Regions from separate parts of the Gossypium hirsutum genome. Here region 1 is linked to region 2. The links are chromatin contacts, called in public Hi-C maps. All regions are on one chromosome and are shown on one strand. The core of a region is the stretch at or near the end of the contact, and the rest is flanking DNA. Distances in the headings are between cores, read along the strand shown. Region 1 holds the start of LOC107920122 (UDP-glycosyltransferase 13). Region 2 holds the start of LOC107919046 (xylan glycosyltransferase MUCI21).

The links. A called contact is a pair of places that touch in the nucleus more often than the background predicts.
Region 1: a Hi-C map of leaf shows a contact between it and region 2, with 2.1 times the contacts expected there. The contact joins the promoter of LOC107920122 here to the promoter of LOC107919046 in region 2. A contact is called at or near these places in 2 of 34 Hi-C or Micro-C datasets (both in leaf).

What each region holds. Positions count from the first base shown.
Region 1 is chrD13:15,729,906-15,736,377 of Gossypium_hirsutum_v2.1, forward strand. It overlaps LOC107920122 (UDP-glycosyltransferase 13), which reads right to left and starts at 3,637. Exons shown (of 3, transcript XR_005922768.1): 1 at 902-3,637; 2 at 731-791; 3 at 87-488.
Region 2 is chrD13:15,571,787-15,578,862 of Gossypium_hirsutum_v2.1, forward strand. LOC107919046 (xylan glycosyltransferase MUCI21) reads right to left here and starts at 5,378. Exons shown (of 3, transcript XM_016848577.2): 1 at 5,295-5,378; 2 at 5,041-5,210; 3 at 2,227-3,585. The coding sequence starts at 5,206. The coding sequence ends at 2,336.

The DNA.
Region 1 (6,472 bases), core at 2,387-4,886, 160 kb after region 2:
TCTATTCTTATATATGTTTGATAAAAAAGGAAAAAGCAAAGAAATATGAATCAGAAAAAGAACCGAATGACAGAAAGAAAAAAAAAGAAAGGAAAACTTTGAAGAATCCCCTTAAAAAACTCAGTCTTTTTTTATTCTTTTTTGTGTACATTGATATTGCATGCGTCCGTAAAAAGATTACAAAGGTCTCGCCTTTTGTTTTATAGGCCGAGAAAAAAAATGAATATGAAAAATACAATTTTTTTCTTTTCTGTTGCGTTGATTGCTCTATTTGCAGGTACGACCGTACGGTGACGTGGCACGGTGGGGGCGTGGTGTGTGGCGGTGGCGTACGTGCGAAGGCAAAGCCTGTGTTCGTTTGTCCTCACTGCAGGTACGGAAGAGTCCAGCTGGCGGTACGGGAACCAACGTGGCGCGGTGGTGGTGGCGTGCGGCTAGCTGCTGTGCGAGTGAGGAGCGGCACACAAGTTTGTTAGGGTTTCCTGTTTCTGCACATTAGTTAGGTTAATTGGGTTTAGCGTTTGGGCCAATTGGGTTTAGTATTTGGACTTGGGGTTAGGTTAAATTTAGATAATTTAAGTTAAAACGGTTTGGGCCCAAGTATTTGGACTGTGGACATTTAATTATTGTTTATTATTTTTGTTTTGTTTTTTTTTGCTTATTTTGAATGGCCCGGGCAAATTGGGCTATTACAATTATCATTTACAAATTAAACTCTATAAAATTAGACCTTTATTAATCCACTCTGCTCCCACCACACAGTAACTTTGTCTTGAAGTTCTTGCTTATTCCTGGAAATTTCCACACTTGCAGAACAAACATAAATTTCAATAGGAATGAAGAAGTGTTTTACTTATTCATCTTAAAACAGCAAAATTCAACAGATAATCAATTAACTAACCAGTCCTTATACAAAATTCCCTTCTTCAGCTCTTCTTCAAGCTCTGGAACAGTGTCTTCAGCATATTCTCACAACCCTCACCAGCCTTTGACCTTTGCTTTGCCACTTCACTGATCCTTGCACATTCCATTTTCATCCTTTGGTTCCCCATCAGGTCCTTGATTTTGTCCCCAATCTCCACACCCTTCACCAAATGGTTCGATCCCCACCCCCAGCTCTTCATACAAAGCCCCCATCCACCTGCCTCTATCACCTCAGCATTGATCATTTGGTCCCCTTGTTGTGGCCATCCGAGGACTGGTATCCCATGCCAAGCTGCCTCCACCACCGAGTTCCATCCACAATGGCTTATGAACCCACCAACAGCTTTTTGACTCAGTATCTGCCATTGGTCCACCCATTCTTTTACAACCAATCCATTATTCTCAATCTTTTTCATCAAACGGTGTCCAAGGATCTCATCTAAACCTTCTTCTTCTTCTTTGTCAACCACTTTACTCTTCACCACCCACAAAAATTTACGTCCACTCAGTACTAAGCCATAGCCTAGCTCTCTTATTTGCTCTTTTGACATTGCTGTCCTACTCCCAAAGCTGACATAAACCACTGAACTTTCCTCTTGATTCTCCAGCCACTTCAATGGTGCGAATAAAGATATCCTTTCCACTTCCAAGGGCAGGAAAGGGCCGAGAGGGAAAACTGGAGGCAACCCTTTTGTTAAATTTCCACTAGCAAGCATCTCCAGTGGTTCTTTTTCAAGTTCTTCAAAAGAATTGATCAAAACTCCATTGAAATGCTTGAGGCTTCCACTGTCGTCTGAGAAATTCTTTGTGAAGGAGCTGTTTGAGTCCAAAAGTATTGGAGGAAGTGACTCCTTGGGAATCGATGAAGGAATGGAAGGGAAACAGGAGAAAAGGGACAACATTCTAGCTGATGAAGTGAAGAGGATGTAGTTAGGGAGACATAGCTTTGCAGTGACTGAAATCACAGATGACATCAATGTCACATCAGTGATGATGAACGAGAGTGGTGGAGATGAGAGGGGAAAGCAGGTGAGCTGATTGGCGAATGGTTTCCCATTGGAGTTGAAAAGGGTCAGTGATGTTAGCAGCCACGGGATCTAGAGGGATGGTGTGAAACTTCTTTTGGGTGATTTGTGGGAAAGCGGATAGGAAAGTGGAGATGAGCTGAGATTCAGCTGAAGAAACAATAGGGTGAGTGGTGATTAAAGTGAGTGACCATTGGTGGTGGATGAGTGAGGCAGCAAGTCTAAGGTAAGGTAGCAGATGACCCATGCCTGAGCTTGGGAGCAAAGCAACATGAAGATTACCATCAGAGCTTGACATTGTTAGCTAAAGACTTGAAACCAACCCAAATGAGTAGACAAAATGGGTGAAGGAAGATCTAGGCTTTCATAAGCTGTGGAGTTTGGTAGTTGGGGATGTAAACCTAATCCCACCAGGATTAGGTATGAAATATAGGTAAAGATTTAAGTCTGTACTTGTGAAGCACCTTTTTATGTCTGAGACAACTGTCAGTATTTTGGCTTGAATTGGTTCTGCTGGTCTCCACACTAGTCCCAATGCTCATTTTTCTTGTACCTATATGTAATTATTGATGAAATTAAGACAGGCAAGAATGGTAGGTCTGAGTGTTATCTCATGAGAGGCTCAGAGTAGTTGAAAGGGGAATAAAATAAAGAAGCAATAGCACTAAGTCCTGCTGACCGAGCTTGATGTTTTCTTAAAGTTCTCGAGTTTTAAGTGAAGTGATGAAGAAAATAATGTGAAAAGAGCTTTTCTCCTTGAGATTACTAATGTTTCTAGATTTGCTGGTCAGGTCAGGCTAGATCCACTTAAAATTTTAAGTTTTTTTAGTACCTTGTTTTGAATTTAAAATTTTGTCTAAATTTAGTTTAAATTAAAAATATTAAACACGAAAGTGATTTGACTTATTCGTATTAACTTTTTTAAATTATTTTTATACAGAAATAAATTTAAAAAATATAATACATTAAATCAACTAAAAATATTAAAATAAATATTTTCTAACAAATTAAAAATATATTAAGAAAAGTTTTTATACTTGAATAACAAGTTGCAACTTAGCAAGTAAATGTGTCTAAAATAGTAGCAAAAGTAATGATAAAATAAAGATTATATAATATCCAAACAATAACAACAAAATAGTAATAATATAATAACAAATTAGTAGTAAAACAACAACGAAATGACAACAAAACTGTAATGAATCAACAATAAAACATTGAGTCGAGCTGGGCCGAGCTTAGGCAAAAAAATCCTACTCAAGGCTAGGCTCGTTTAGAAAACAAACCTTATTTTTGTTCAAGTCTATTTTCTAAACTTATATTTTTGTCTAAAATCTTTACTTTTTTGAAATGACTTCGAGTTTGAAGGGTGACCCAGCCATGATGAAGTTTAAATATCCACTACCACCTCATAATATTGTCATCATTGAAGAACGGCTTAAACTGCACAAATTAAGAAGATAGTGACAGTTTAAAATCTGAAGAACTTGTTAAGAAAAAACAAGTACTTCCATTGCAAATCCAGAAAATAGGCGAAGATATATGTACCCCAAAGGGGTGACCTGAGAACACAAGCTATTTGGTTAAGGGATGACCTGTGTTCTTAGGTGGCACCCCTCTGGGGTAAACCATCTTGGCTAAGTGGGTGACTTCCTGCGTTTAAGAATTTTAGGATGGATTGGGTTTTGCAATGACTCCATTCTGCCCTTTTAAATACACAGAAACTGTTGCATGAGGACATAATGTGCTCATGCTGATGATTGATGTACAATGGATGTCGACATGCATAATAAAGCCAAAGAATTTGATTAGTCCATTGGGGGGTTGTAAATACCACTGTTGCAAACTTTGCAATAGATTAAATGTGGTTATAAAACAACAACCAAATAAAAATTTGATATTTTCATAAGGTTTTGATAAAAATATATTAATTGTGGACATGAATTTGGATAAAAGAAATTAGTTGTTCCAATAATCAAGACCTTACAATTTTGTAAAAAAAAAATTATATTGTACAATTTTATATGATTTCTTCAAAAAATATATATGATTTATTTATATAAAAATTAAAATATATCCATTCAAAAACAATTAAAATATATAATATTATAGTGTAAATATATTTGAGACTATAAAACTTTAAATTATTTAATTAGTTCAATTCTTATAGTAATTGGTTATGAAAATATTAATATAATTAATATATTAATTGTAACTTTGTTCAAATATATATATATTAATTGAACTAAAAAAGCTGACCAAGGGAGAAACCATCTATATGTATCAATAAAAAATAAAGAATGGAGATTTCTTCTTCGTTGTCTTCTTTGGATGACAAAGTTACTAAGAAAGTTCGTATGCGTTGTAAGGATGCGGGGGAGGACGACCATCTTATGGTAGTGGATGATGATGGCAACCGCAATGGATTCGAGAAACCTGTTACTTCAAGTGTGTCTTTTAAAGATATGTTGCTTGGGATCTCAAGGGGAATGGGGAATAGTATGCATGAATAGGATAAGGATGATCTACAGCTTCTTAATGATGATGTGACTAAGGGAACAGACGATGGTCTACCCTTTATTCGTTTCTCTAACAGGGTTCACCAGATACTATATCAGAGTATGGGTGAGTTTAGATGAGCGATTAGGTGCGGTGCGTTTAGCTTACTTTTTGTCTCACACTACAATATTACTACAGTATTTAATCTCATCGCCACCGCTATATTTACACTAATGCAAGTAAACTCATCGCACGTCCAAACTCAACCTATGTCTCGTACGGTCGTGGTCAAACTATTGGGAAGGAAAATAGGGTTCCAAACTCTCGAATAAGATCTATCATCTGCGGAAACCCTCTACTCCCTTCAAAATCATGGATCTGGGAGAATGATTATTTCATGGTAAAATTCCAGGAGGAATCAGACTATATTCAGGCTCTCACAGAAGGACCTTGGATCATTTTTGAACAGTATTTAAAGGTTCAACCCTGGTCGGAATCTTTCTCAACTAGCCAACCATACCCATCTAATGTAGTTGCTTGGATACATCTTCCGGTCTCCCCGACTTTTTGTACCGGAAGAGTATTTTAATGAGTATTGGGAAGACAATTGGGCATGTCATTAAACTTGACGATGACACGGGTAATGCACATACGGGCCGATTTGTTCCTATGGCGATTTTTCTTGATCTTAATAAGCCATTGGTCTCTAAAATCAAGGTGGATGGCCGTATTCAACAAGTTGAGTATGAGTCTCTCCCAACATTTGTTTTTCGTATGGGCGTTTTGGTCATTTAAGAGATTCTTGCTCGTTTTCACCCAGACATGATCAAGCGACGAAGCAAGGAAGTTATGATGACCCGATTCTGGTTGAGAATAGGGAAGAATCGGATATGTTTGGGCCTTGGATGGTGGTCAATTGCTAGAACAACAGAATGGGTCGAAAACCAGCATTTGGCCGGGAAGAAAGGACAGTAACAGATCATACGGGAACGCGCTTTAACATCCTGCATGATTTTAGGGATGGGAACCAAATTAATATTGGGGATTCTAATCCCGCTAATTCAGCTAGTTTGAAAGGAAAAAGGGTTGCCTTTTGTAACAACCCCTTAATCGAAGGTGAGGCAACCTATAAGGAGAGAGATGTGCAGGCAATCGGCGTCCGTGATTCTGTGTTATCTGCTAAAGATGATATTATGGGTTGTGGCCTAGAGAAGGATAAAATAGATGGGGCTTTAGGTCTAGCTGACCCAAACGCCAATGTCTCTTTCAAGAAGGACATTATTTCTTCCAAGGTAGTAGCTACGTCTTCTATTGGGCTCCGCATTCAAGGGCTTAGTGGACCGTTCAAGATGAGTCCCAAGTCTACTGATTTTAATGAAATTCAGAAGATGACAAATTTGGGTACTGTTGTCTCTTCTCCATCTCCTCTTTCGGGTAATACGGGTGACACAAGCCCAAAGGAAGTCCCACCTTTTTTGAAGATTGGAACATATAATAGGGGGTTGTCTTTGAGTAATTCTTGTATTAGCCCCACTGTGTATCGTTTTGAAGCTCCAAATCAGCAAGCCAAAAGGCACCTCTGTTACCCCTTTGGAAAAATTAGATGTAACGATTTTAAATCCGGAATTCCACTCGGCTATAAAAAATCATTAAAAATCAAAACCCCAATATTCCTTTAGGTGGTATGTCTTCAGGGGCTTCCTCATCTTCGCTGAAATTTAAAGACCACAAACGACTAAGAAGAGGTTCTCGTAATTTTAGAGGTAAAGGTAGTAAATTTAATGTGAAGGCTTTAGGTCGTGAATCTGTTGCTGAAGCAATGACAAGAGTTGTTTATAGGATCAACTCCGATGGTCTGATTGCGGATACTAATAATTCTCAAGGGGAGCACCTGGGCTCTAGCGAAATGACTACTGTCGATGCTTGAGGTGGGTCTGTCGTTTTCATATGTTCTTTTTATCGTATGTTTGATGTTACCAAGTATTTTTGTTTGAAACTGTCATTGGTGTGCATCTCCAAAGTTT
Region 2 (7,076 bases), core at 4,128-6,627:
AAATATCGCTTCTTCTTCTTCTTCTTCTTTTTCATAACATTCAAATCTATTAATTAAATTTCACTTACTTTTGAATTGGTGAAGTTTTATTATTAATAGTATGGTTCTTGACCCACACCTTGTGGGTGGATTAATTATTTTTGGGTTAAATTATATAGTTAAAATTTAAAGGTTAAAACATGTTTCAAGTTTTTATATTCTTTGTATATTTGAAATTTAGTTCTCATGCTTTTATTTTCAAGAATTTGTTCTCTTTACTTTTTTGAATTTAAAAATCTAGATCTAATTGTTAACACTTTATAGTTTTTCTGTTAAATTTGCTCGTTTGACTTTCTATTTTTTTTAAATTCTCAGTTGGTAGCCATGTGACAAAAAAATGACATTATAATGAACTTAAAATTTTTTTTAATAGTAGTAACAATTCTTAAAATTTGTATCATCATTTTAATCAAAATAAAGTATTTAGATTAACTAATGACATTATAAGCGTTGTTATAGCAAAAAATTAAAATATAAATAGCAAATCTAAAATTTAAGCATAATATAGGATTTGAAATTGAAATTTGATTATTTTTATATTAAAAAAACGTGGCCACTTGTCATAAAAAAGAAGGCTTATATATAATTATAATAAAATATTTAGACTAACTAATAATATTATAAATTTTGAAATGTTAAAATTTTGTTAAAAATTAAAGTATAAAGGTTAAATCTCAAATTTGAACATATTATAATAATCAGTATTAAAATTTGACAGTTTTATATAATCTAATAAAATAAAGGGACCGCCATTGAAATTTAATATTTTGTTAATAATTTGAAGCCCTTAATAAATACTTTCTTTTTTTTTAAAAGTAAATGTTTTCCTTTTATGTACATAGCAGTGTAGATATTTTGATATGCTAAAAATAGTTAAGAATTCAATTATGTTAGTTTCTCTTAGGTTAACTTTTACAATTCTTGATTTTTTTACTAATTTTTTTATTAGAATTAAATTTGTAAAATATATTGAAGTAAAATATTTATTTTTTTGAAAAAAGATTTAGGGTGGGTTTGGATGGGCGATTGGGTGCAGTGCGGTGCGGTACGTTTAGCTTATGTTTTGTCTCACGCTATAGTATCACTACAGTATCTAATCTCATCGCCACTGCTGTTTTTACACTAACCGCAGGTAAACGCATTGTACATCTAAATTCACCCTTAGATAGTCCTCGAATTATTTCAAAAAATAATAATTAAACTCTCGTAATTTTTTACACTCAATCAAGTGTTTTTATATTTCATTTAAAATGCTCTTTAATAATCTTTCAGCGTTATCTTACTGACGTGGCTGTAAATAATGTTGACGTGGACAGTTGATGATGTGACAGCATCACAACAACTGCCACATTAGCCAAAAAAATCATTTTAAAAAAAATATCTTTTTTTTTTGGAATGAGCTTAGATAGTGTCTAGGTTGAAACGTAGTTTTTTTTTTAATTATAAAAAGATTTATTTTAAAAAATATATATAAAGTTTTAAAACATTATTAAAATTTATAAAAATATTTAATAAAATTCAAAACAATTAATAGTTAACAAAAATCATTTTAAGGTTAAGTTTAGAAAGAATTTGGATATATAATTAGATGAATTTGAACAAAATTCATTTAATACAATATAATATTTTAATTGAACTTTGTATAATTTAGAAAATTTGTGTTGACAAAGAGGTTAAAAAGAACTAAATTGAACTATTTAACAAAGAGATTAAAAGAATAAAATTAAAAGGGGACTAAATTTATAATTATACATTTTAACCAAAAAATAAAAACCCATCCTTGCCCGTATCAATAATTCAATAATGATACATAGGTACTCAAATAGTCACCCGAGTTTATCCGTGTTCCTATTTTGATCACCCATTTTAAAAATTTATTATTTTAGTCACTCTAGTTAGTTGAATTTCATGTTTTAGTCACTTCTATTTGTTAAATTTCTTGTTTTAGCCACTCCTCATTAAAATACCTTTAGTCACCAAATGAAATGTTGATGTAGCCTTATTTGATTGGTATTATAATAGTTTTAGCCCTTAACAATTTACGTAATATGTCAATTGGGTCCTATTCTAAAAAGTTCAACAAATTTCCCCTTCAATGTTTACATTTTTTGTCAATTTGGTTATAATCTTAAAAATTAAAAAAAAAAGACATAAAATTTCAAAATAAAAACGGAAGCATATACAAGCTGTCGTCAATGAACGCAAAATTAACACAAATTGAGATCAAAATACAAACTTTGCATATAAACACAAATGGTGTTCTCCTATAATTGGATCTCTATGATAAAAGAATGAACTATCTTTCCTTATGCATAAACTTCTTTGCCATTAAATAAGCACTCTTCAAGCTTTTTCTAAACCTTACCAAATCAAGCTTCACATTTTGTTGCTTCAAATAAATGTCCATTATCTCAGTTGGCCACCCTTTCTTTTGAACTGCTGATGGATCTTTTAACAACACATTATCTTTCCCATACTTTTCCATTAAGCTACTTTCTTCGACCCTTATTTTATATTCCAAGTAATTCACATTTAACCCTTTAGCTATTCTCCCGTAAAACGCATCTGCTGCCCATTCAGTCCCGATCGGTACCACTTGCATGAACACTGACCTTGGCCGAAGGAACAATGCATGCGTGAGGGCCGCGCCGTGCACTCCAACCATCACGTGACTTGAATTCAACATTGCATATGCCTCGCTAAGGGATGTGTAACGGTTTGGTTGGAACACGATAACGTCGAACCCTATTTCTTTCATTACTTGAATCACTTCATCTTGATTTAGTATCCTTCGTGATGACACATCGTTGCCTCGACATGTTAAAACGAGGCGTGGCCGGCGTTCGGGTTTTGGATCAAGGGGAGGAGAGGGTAGAATAGGATTTTGGGTATAGGCTTTTTCTAGGAGATCCCGGAAATGCATCAGTGTTTTTGAGGTTGGGATTAGCGTTGGGTCTATAGTCATGAAACCATGTGCTATGAGCCCTAGAGTGGCTGAAGGAAAACAGTGAGTGGCGTTATCCTTTTCGAGGGCAACAATCGGGTGTTTGCTAAGAACCTTAAGTATTTCTGCATACTTACTTTGCCACCAATCATGGAACTCCGAGACCACGATGATGAAATCACCGTCAGGGTAGAAGGAGCTTGCGGTGATGAAGAGGGGGATCAATCCATCATTGAAAGCATGGAATAAGTTTCCAGTGTACCCTCCCGCACTGAATACAATGGCCGGAGACTCGTGCCGGATCGTGCATTGTGGGCTTGATGGGCCCGATACTAGATTAAGCTCTTTGATTTGGCCCATGATGTAGTCTTCGTATTTTCTTGGGTAGGGCCTGATTTTCTCCACGTGGACGGGGCTAGTGGGGTCCATGGTAAAGAATGTAGAGGTTGTGGGGTCCAAGACAGTCAAGCCGTCGATCGTGCAGAGATCATAGCGAAGATAGGTACGGTTGCAGCTGAATTGGTAACTCATTGGAAGAACGCCATGTGGAAGAAGTTGGTGGTTCTGCTGACTTGCCACAGTTCGTATTTGAACACGTGTTTCTGTTGCGAAGGAATAAAGAGTTGACGAATAATACAAATAAAAAAATAATTTGTATTAGTAAAATGCAAATATGTTGGCCAATGATATGTTATTAGTAACAAAAAATATTCTTTAACAAGTACTTGCCAACTACATTTTTTTATTGAAATTTTAAATTAATTAAATTACAAATTTTCCCAAGCTTGAAACCATTAACCCATATTTATTACTTGATTTTGATCTTGTAAATTTGAAAAGTTATGGGCTAGTAAATTTTATACTAGGGTTATTTATGAGACGGGGTTAAACCATAATATTATAGATTAATTTTAAAAAATTTTAAGTTTGGATTCGTTCTAATCCAGCCAAATAGAGGTGTTATGGGTTGAGTCAGTGCACGATATTAACATACTTTATATTTGCTCAAGTTTGGTCTGTTCTGAAATATTAGCTTAAAATTTTGCCCAAACTCACTTATATTTGTAAATGGCTAATTCCAACCCATTTTAAGTCTGCCCATATTATTTTTAAAAATTTCATTTTTTATTAAAATTTTATATATAGTCACCTTAACAATTTTTAATGTTTATGTCATACTAGTATTATGTACTACTCTAGATTTAATTTTTGTATTATAAATTACATAATATATAAAAATAACATAACATATTTAAAAACGGACCAGGCTCGGGCCTCAAATATTTGAGCCCGATTCCAACCCACATTTTAAGCGATGCCTTATTTTTTTTCCCAAATATATTTTTCGGGCCTAATATTTTTGTGTAAACTCTCTTAAATTTTGAGCAGACTTTTGGGTTTGGGCAACTAACCTAACCCATGAATAATGCATTTTACTGTTTAGAAAATAATTTTATGTTTTATCTAAAATGTTAATTTATTAAAAAAATAACAGCATAAATTTAAATTGTTATAAATACTTGATTAATGAGTGTAATAAAAAGGTATGTTTGGAGATTAAAATCAAAAGTAGTTTTGTAAATGGATGTGGGCAGTTGTTAGTGATATATTAAGCATCCCAACAAACAGAGCATAAATTAATGCAATAATGCAAAGAGGTGAAGAGGTCAAAGGATATGGAAGCTTGTGCGGTTGGTAGAACTAGAAACAGCAATCCAGCCAGGCATCAAATATAATGGAGTTTGAATGGTGATCAACTCGGTTAAATTTCATTATCTAACCTTCAAACCAATTTTGAACTCCTACACTTCCGCTTACTTAACCTTGGCTTATATCATCGGTATTTTTAAGGGGTAAATATCAATATGTATTTTCTTCATACAGCTCTCAATCCCTAAACTCTAACACAATAATAATTTTATCAAAAATATTAAAACATTTGATTTTAGCTTATTCACCAAATTGAATTCAAACTCATTTTCAAATCAAACTTGAATCGCTCAGAAATTTCATTTACATTTCTCAACAAGGATTATGAAGTTTTAATTTTATGGTACCTTGATTATTGTTGAAGGTATCGGTGGGGGAGGACGTGGCTGCAATGATGTTGTTTATCCTGGAAATCGACGACATGCTGAGGCTCATCGTATGAAACCACAACAACAGTAAGCAAAAAAGGGTGGTCGCAATGGCGGCTCTCGAGCTCCCAAGTATCTTCTTCATCGCCCTAACCAAAAAGCGCCAAAATCCTTTCAATGCAATGCCATAAAAATATTCAACCTATATATATAAGTGGTGAAGAAAACTGTACCTATGTTAGTGTTTGAAAAGAAATGAAAGAATGGAAGAAATGATTTGGGTTTATTTAAGGTGTAATCGATGCCTTGTATTTGGGAACTTGTTTTACGATGAAGGGAGGGAATCTTAAATAAGCCCATCAATTTTGGACTTAGTTACCTACCTTTTTTTTTATTTTTAATTATTTGAATTTATATATTATTTATTATGGCATGCCACACACTCATTCAATTATGAGTATATATAGTATATATTTCCTCTATTATGATTGGAAAATAAAGAAGTTAATATTTAATACATATTAATGGATTTTGAAAAATCTCGTCATTGATGAATGAAATTGGGTTGAATCAAGTTAACGATATTTTAATTCAGTTTGAAATTTTGGTAGTGATTAGTATGTAGAGGGCCATCCGCTTTCCCATGCATCCCTTGTCTTGTGAAATTTATTTAAAAATAAAAAATTTAGGGACTGTATTAAAAAGCATAAATTTAATTAAAAAAATTAGATTGGATGTTTTAATTAGGTAAGATGTAAGTATGCATATATAAACGGCCTGCTACATTTTCAATTGACCTTCTTATGAGCCCATATACTTCTCAATTGGGCAATGTCCATTCAACTATGGGCTATTTGACAGTACCTCAAAAGCAATCATCTATGAAGAACCTAAGATAAAGACATTTGTGGCAAAACTACTAGATATAAAATGAAGCCAAATATGAATCTCCACTATTGGTTGATTGCCTCCAATTCTCAATGTGTTGAAAATGACCAAGACACCAAGTTGGCCAGTCTAAAAGCCAATTTTTTCTCCTTTTGTCTGACATAGAATAACTATAATTTATTACATTTCTTTTATAGTAAGGTCACATCATAGTGGGATGCTTTCAATTTTCATGGCCTAACTTAGTCATGTAATGTTACGTTTGATTAAAGTATTAAATTTTTTCACATATTTTAATTATTATTTAGCTACAAACTAATTATAACTTGTAATTTTTAATCATTCACAAAGAGGGAAAATTTTCCCCTTATCTTACTTTTTGTGATTGTTTTTACTTATTTTAATCACATATTTTAATTTTATAATAATTATTCTTTATTTATTTTATGTCAGAACATAAATGTTCTGAATTTTTTCTTATATTATTACATTATATTATTACATTAATAATCAAGTTAAAAGTCAAAAATACAACACTTCAATTAAAATTAATGTAACACACTTACTTGAATAGTTATTAAATCTAGGGGTGAGTCTTCGGTCGAATCGAATCGAATGAAAAAATTTTGAATTAATTGAGTTGGCAAATCTTATTTTATCATCCTAACTCGATTTGAAATTTTCTCGAATCGAGTCCAGTGAGATGGAATTCCAATCGAATCGAATCAAATATATTTGTTCGAGTTAAATTAAAAAAAAAAGATTTTGGGTCCTTGTAATTACTGACGCCCACCATAATCAAATTTGTTATTAATTTTCATCCCCCATAATTTATTTATTAATCTTTTATATACGGGTTAGCTTCTTTGCTTACTTAGTTGCTTCAATTATCTTCTTATTCTTGTCACTATGTATTTTGAAATTAAAAAATATATTAAATGTAAAAAATGTGATTTTTTAATAAAAGTTATCTTAAAGATAAAATGTCAAATTAATACCAACATAAAAATTTAACACGAATATTTTATGGCATCATCAATAATTCAATTTTAACAAAAATTTATAAAGCTTCAATATGATTAAACAATTCAATAATATAAATAGTCTAAAATGCGAAATTTAATTTA